2 separate regions of the Sus scrofa genome follow, and region 2 is linked to region 1. A link is a contact called in public HiChIP or PLAC-seq data. All regions are on one chromosome and are shown on one strand. The core of a region is the stretch at or near the end of the contact, and the rest is flanking DNA. Distances in the headings are between cores, read along the strand shown. Region 1 overlaps TPRG1 (tumor protein p63-regulated gene 1 protein). Region 2 overlaps LPP (lipoma-preferred partner).

Region 1 (2,785 bases), core at 50-2,549:
TATGGACTTTGGTTGATTATGATGTGTCAATGGAGGTTCATCAGTTGTAACAAAGGGCCACTCTGGTGAGGAAGCACTGATCATGGGGGAGGGTGTGCATGTATAGCTGTAGGGAGGATATGGAAAATCTCTCCTAATCTTCCTCTTAATTTTGCTGTGAACCTGAAACTGCTCCAAAAAAAATAGAATATTTTTTGGAGGTCTCGTGGTGGCACAGCAGAAACAAATCCAACTAGGAACCATGAGGTTCCCCTGGCCTCACTCAGTGGGTTAAGGATCCAGAGTTGCTGTGAGCTGTGGTGTAGGTCACAGACATGGCTCAGATCTGGCGTTGCTGTGACTGTGGTGTAGGTCGTCAGCTATAGCTCTGATTAGACCCCCTAGCCTGGGAACCTCCATATACCATGGGTGTGGCCCTAAAAAAAAAAGAAAAATAGAAATTTTTTTAAAATGAAAAATAGCAATTTTTGATTAAAAGATAGGAAAAGATCTGGAGCCTAATATATAAAGACCTATGTCAGGAGAGACAGGATAGAGTTACCTCTAAAACCAGAGCATGTGTGTCATGTTAGCTAAGGGACACTCCACAGGAGTAGGTATCAAACCAGGTTCTGCTGGGCCTTAGATATTGCCCCCAAAGCAGCTATATGTACCAAGGATGGGAGAGGTGGAGTGGGAGACAATTCTTCCACTTCCGTCTGAATATCCATGGTTTCACTTAGTTCACATAATGGATTTCCATAGGAGACTTCTGCTAACAAGAGGATCTGGATGCTTTGAAAGCATATATACAGACGCTTGTTGTCTGTATTGCTTTACCACCAAAATCTGACTCCATCTTTTTCCTTCTAACTAAACTTGAGCGGACTCACTGCCTTGCTCAGACATTCAAGGTCCTTCACGGTCTGGCCTCAACCTTCTTCCAGCTTTTACCTATAGCTGCTTTCCCATGTTCCTTTCTTACCAACCAGACTACCTCACAACTTACTCTTTACATTCCTAAAACGGTACTTTTCAAGTTATAATTACTTGCTAACATGTCAAGTTCTTCCATTAGACTGGGAGCTCTTCAAGGGCAAGGACCATGTTTTGTTCATTGCCTCTTTGTTAACGAACAGGAGGAAAAAGCCTGGCCCCTTCTCAGTTGTTTCTTGCAAGAACTCTCAAAAATGCAGTGACCAGAAGTTCCCACCAGATGGCAGTGTGTGGACATTTTTCCCCTTACCAATCAGAAGGGAGAGGAAGGGTTTACAGCAAATTGCTTTTCATTTCCGTCCTTGTGAGACTGACAAACAAATCTCCTCAGACATCAGGACTTGTAACTGGGCAGGTGAATTCACATCGCTGAATCAGAATCTCAGGTGGCCCTTGTATTCCCTAGATACCTCTTCTCTCTAAAAATATTCCTTCTGCAAGCTGAAAAAGGATTATACTGTTCTGTGTTCTAGGACGGAGGAACTTGGAGTTGAGTCTGATTGTCACAGGCACAAGGTGACCATGTTTTCAGCAGTGAGGAAAAATGGTCACCAACACCCACTGATTGCTGCCATCTGTTGAGGTTCCTTCACCTCCTGCCCACCCCCATCTGCAAGACCCAGGCTGCAAGCAAAAGTCAGCCAAACATGCCAGCTAACTTGTGAAAATGGCATCTTCTCTGCATTCTTGTTTCTTTTCCCATTTGAGACCACGGAGCTGGTTGGCTCAGGAGAGCTGCAGGTGCTCTAATCACAGAGCCCCTCGCCTCTTTACATGGGGACCCTGTGCTCTGCTCTGAGCTTCTCAGAAGCAAAGGGTTCCCAAATGGAAGACATTCCCAGTCCAAATGAAAAACAAGGAGAAACATACCCAAAGGAGCTCCCAACTAAAAATGCTCAGGGGAAAAAAGGACCTCACTTTCTCACTTCCATCTGTTTCTGTGTATCTCTACCCTCACCACAGTCTAAGAAGCCACAAACTTCCCTTCTTGCTCCTTTGAAATCTGCTGTGTTGCCTTGACAAACTAGATGCTCTAGTTTCTCTAAACGTTACTTATTCCTAGGGATTTCTCCATCCTCCACTGCTAGAGCAGAGGTTATAAGGGGATATGAGTCAATAACATTCTGGAGAGTTCAACCTATTTTAACAAAACCATCTTCCAAGTCCCTGTAGATGGGCCTCACTGGGCTGACTCTGCCCCACCCTGGGCAACAGGCTTCATTTAATGATACCAGGATGGTTAGCACCCAAGTTCTAGTGTCAGCAGACCTGGGTCAGATTCTAACTCTGGGTCAAATTCTGACTCTAATTGTGTGATCTTGTGGGAATTTCTTAGCCTCTCCAAATCTCAGCTTCCTCAGCAATAGAATGGGGAAAATATCTACACGTCACAGAGGGAGGTTGTGCCAATTAAATAAGGCAGGTAAAGAGTTTAGCATGGTGCCAGTTCAAAGGGTACTAAATAAATGCTAAGAATCACTGCTAGCATCAGCAGAAATACTCTGCAGAAGACACGGCTCCCTAGAAGTAATTCTTAGTGTTACACTCAGCACAGCTTCAGAAACATTTAAAGAATCCAAAAGCTCTTCACAAATCATGTCGGGACCCATCCCTTAAGTGAGATCCATATTGCTCTCACATACTTATTCTTTCTTTCAGTAGGACTTAGCTGAGTATATAAGCTGTGGCAAGCTCAGGCAAGGCCATGAAGACACCAGGATATATGAGACATGGTTTCTGTCCTCAAGGAGCTCACAGTGCACTGAGAAGCCCACCCCTAAGCAATTATAATATAGTGGGATCCGTGCTG
Region 2 (2,700 bases), core at 94-2,593, 470 kb after region 1:
AAAAAAAAAAAAAAAAAAAAAGAAAGAAAGAAAGAAGAAAGGAAATTGATAGCAGTTTTCCCTAAGTGGACAATCATGTTTTACAATATTACCAATAAAAGTTGTACAGATTAAAGGAAATTTTGCAAGCCTTGAATAATAATCATTAAATGTCTATCAATGACATTAGATGAAAGACTGAAATTATCTTTCTATTCTCCCCATAGAAAATATTATAAAGTTAGGTTGCATGAAGAGTTAACCAGAGAGCAGGCAGCCACAAAACAAAGGAAAAAGTCACTGTTTAATTAATTAACTAAAATGATATTTTCTGGATTTTTTTATTTTTGTCACATTTCCTGGCTTTTTAAAATCAGCTTAAAATGTTTCATTCACTTTTTTCATTTGAAATAAATATTATTTTGTTTACATAATTGTTATGGAATGAATTAAGTCCCCCTGCCCCCACCACATTCCTATGTTGAAGTACCCTAGTACCAAAGCATGTGACTGTATTTGGAGAGAGCGTCTTCAAAGAGACACTTAAGTTAAAATGGGATTAGGTCGGGGCTAATCCAATACCACTGATGTCCCTACAAGAAGAGAAGATCAGGACACAAGTACACACAGAGGAAAGACCAAGTGAACACAGAAGGAGAAGGTGCCCACGTACAAGCTGAGGGGAAAGGCCTCAGGATAAGCCAAACCTGCCCACACCCTGATCTCAGAATTCCAGCCTCCAAAGACATGAGAACATTCCTATTGATTAAGCTGTCCAGTCTGTGATACTTTGTTATGGCAGCCCTAGCAAACTAATTATTCATAATTTTGTACCTTTTAAAGGTCTCCCCAAAGTGATATGCTTCAAAGCTTTAGTTCCCATAGAACCTGAATATATTTTCACATGAGCACACACACACATACACACACACAATTTCACTGCTCACTGTTTGTATATTAACTATAGTAATTAACTATGCTGTTTTGTCAAAAATCCTTACTTTTTGTACAGACTTTTTTTTTAAAAAACAAAAGCTTTCCACCTTGAACAGTTATTTATGCTACCAAATGGTCAACGGGATTCAATCATTTAATCAACAAGTTTCTTTGGTTTTGGAGATTTGTGTAACTTTATCACCTCTCACCTCTCAGAGTACTGAAGAACACCCAGATATTAGCTCGCACCTTTTATTCACTGTCTTGCTTAATTAATTTCCTATTTTTTAATCAAAATGTTAAGCAACTGCAGAGGGCATTCTGTAAAAAGAAAAGCTAGGGATTGCAATTTCTTCTAGTTCCACGTTTCAGGCTATGATTTTAGAGACAAGGGACGAAGACTCTATGATTTATATAGTGTGCAAAATTGGGAAGTGGCTTGTCTAAAATTGCATCATTATCTGTATAAAAGGATACTTTCCCATTCTCTGTCCATCTCAACAAGCTGAGTTTGTTTTGTTTTAAGGAATAAATGAGAGAATGGATATGAAAATGTGTGACATTAAAATATCCACTGCTATTTTATGAAAGCTAATGGTTAATGTTCACATGGAATCCTCCTGGATCTCCCAAGCTTAGAGGTCTAAGAATTGCTTTAAAGTTGTACCTCTGTTGTGAGACCTTGCACAGTCAGTCTCTGGATCTTAATTTACTGTAAATGAGCAAGACAGCTTCTTAGAAAAGCAAAGGCAACACATTTATTTAATTTCTGACAGCTTAAAAATCTATGAATTCCCCATCACTAAAACTGTGGTAATTATTATGTTCCAGAAGACTATTGGGAAATCTTGCTTTCATTTCTAGGACTTTCGGATTTTGCACAGTTGGTTAATACTTGAAGTAGAATATAGACTTCTGTTTTAAATAGGGCATGCTAACATTAAGTGTGGCTATAAGCATGGAACCAGAGGAAATAAAATAGAAACCAGTGACTTCCTCACCTGATAATGTCTTACAAAAAGCAATGGTCCTTTGTAAATATGATTCATGCAATTTTAAATTTAAAAAAGGGGGTGGAGGCAAAAGCAAGCAGCACACTTGTCTTGCCTCCCTATTAACAGTCTGGTACTAGAACTCGTAGAACTGCCACAGAAGGCTAAACAGTCCTAGGCTTTTCATGTGATCAAGTTCACACTTCATGGTTCTCTAAATAAGGCTTTCCAAACAAACCTGGCTTAGGCTCATTCACTTGGCATTTCTCCTGTAGGAATGCAACTGAATGTTCTACCCAAAAGTTTCAAGATTGACAGTTTGGGATATTTATTGATCGATTTAATCCTGTCTCAGCACAGGCTCGTTTTGATCAATGTCATAGTCAGTGGAACATTCCCTTTGTCTGACTTTAAACTTCAAGTATAAATGGGCTGGGTTTTACAGCCGATTTTAACATTTTCTTTCCTCTTACCCTTTTCTGATCAGCTCTTCAATGACAATGCCAATTATTCGGGAAAATGTACAAAACAATGTTAACTCCTAGCATTTGGCAAGCAGTTCACACGTTTGGGAGAAATTATATCACACTTGAAAAACTGGGCATTGTTGCTTCTGTCACAATCTTCCCTTCTCACCTGGAGACACTTCCACACATCGGTTCTGGGGAGGCCTTTGTCTTCAAGTCTCTTCTTGCAACTCTTCCTGCATCTCTGAACTCAGGGTAGTGGTTTCCTCTATGAGGCTCAGGGCAGTTGCCTAGATTCCTGCCTACTACATTCCATTTAGTCTGTC

What was found. HiChIP or PLAC-seq counts read pairs in DNA pulled down with a chosen protein or histone mark.
Region 2: a contact with region 1 is called in an H3K27ac HiChIP or PLAC-seq map of alveolar macrophages. The contact joins two enhancer-like sites. A contact is called at or near these places in 1 of 47 Hi-C or Micro-C datasets (embryonic fibroblasts) and 1 of 2 datasets of contacts at active chromatin or transcription factors (alveolar macrophages).

What each region holds. Positions count from the first base shown.
Region 1 is chr13:126,698,990-126,701,774 of Sscrofa11.1, reverse strand. All of the region lies in intron 2 of TPRG1 (tumor protein p63-regulated gene 1 protein), which reads right to left. Among named protein-coding and RNA genes, the nearest start is that of TPRG1, 170 kb to the right of the region's middle. Within about 2 kb of position 1,299, at least 16 of the 83 cell types and tissues checked have an H3K27ac peak or open chromatin away from gene starts, as enhancers often do. A contact at or near this core is called in alveolar macrophages, where this site is marked.
Region 2 is chr13:126,224,989-126,227,688 of Sscrofa11.1, reverse strand. The region is part of intron 6 of LPP (lipoma-preferred partner); the gene reads right to left. Among named protein-coding and RNA genes, the nearest start is that of MIR28, 56 kb to the left of the region's middle. Within about 2 kb of position 1,343, at least 1 of the 83 cell types and tissues checked has an H3K27ac peak or open chromatin away from gene starts, as enhancers often do. A contact at or near this core is called in alveolar macrophages, where this site is marked.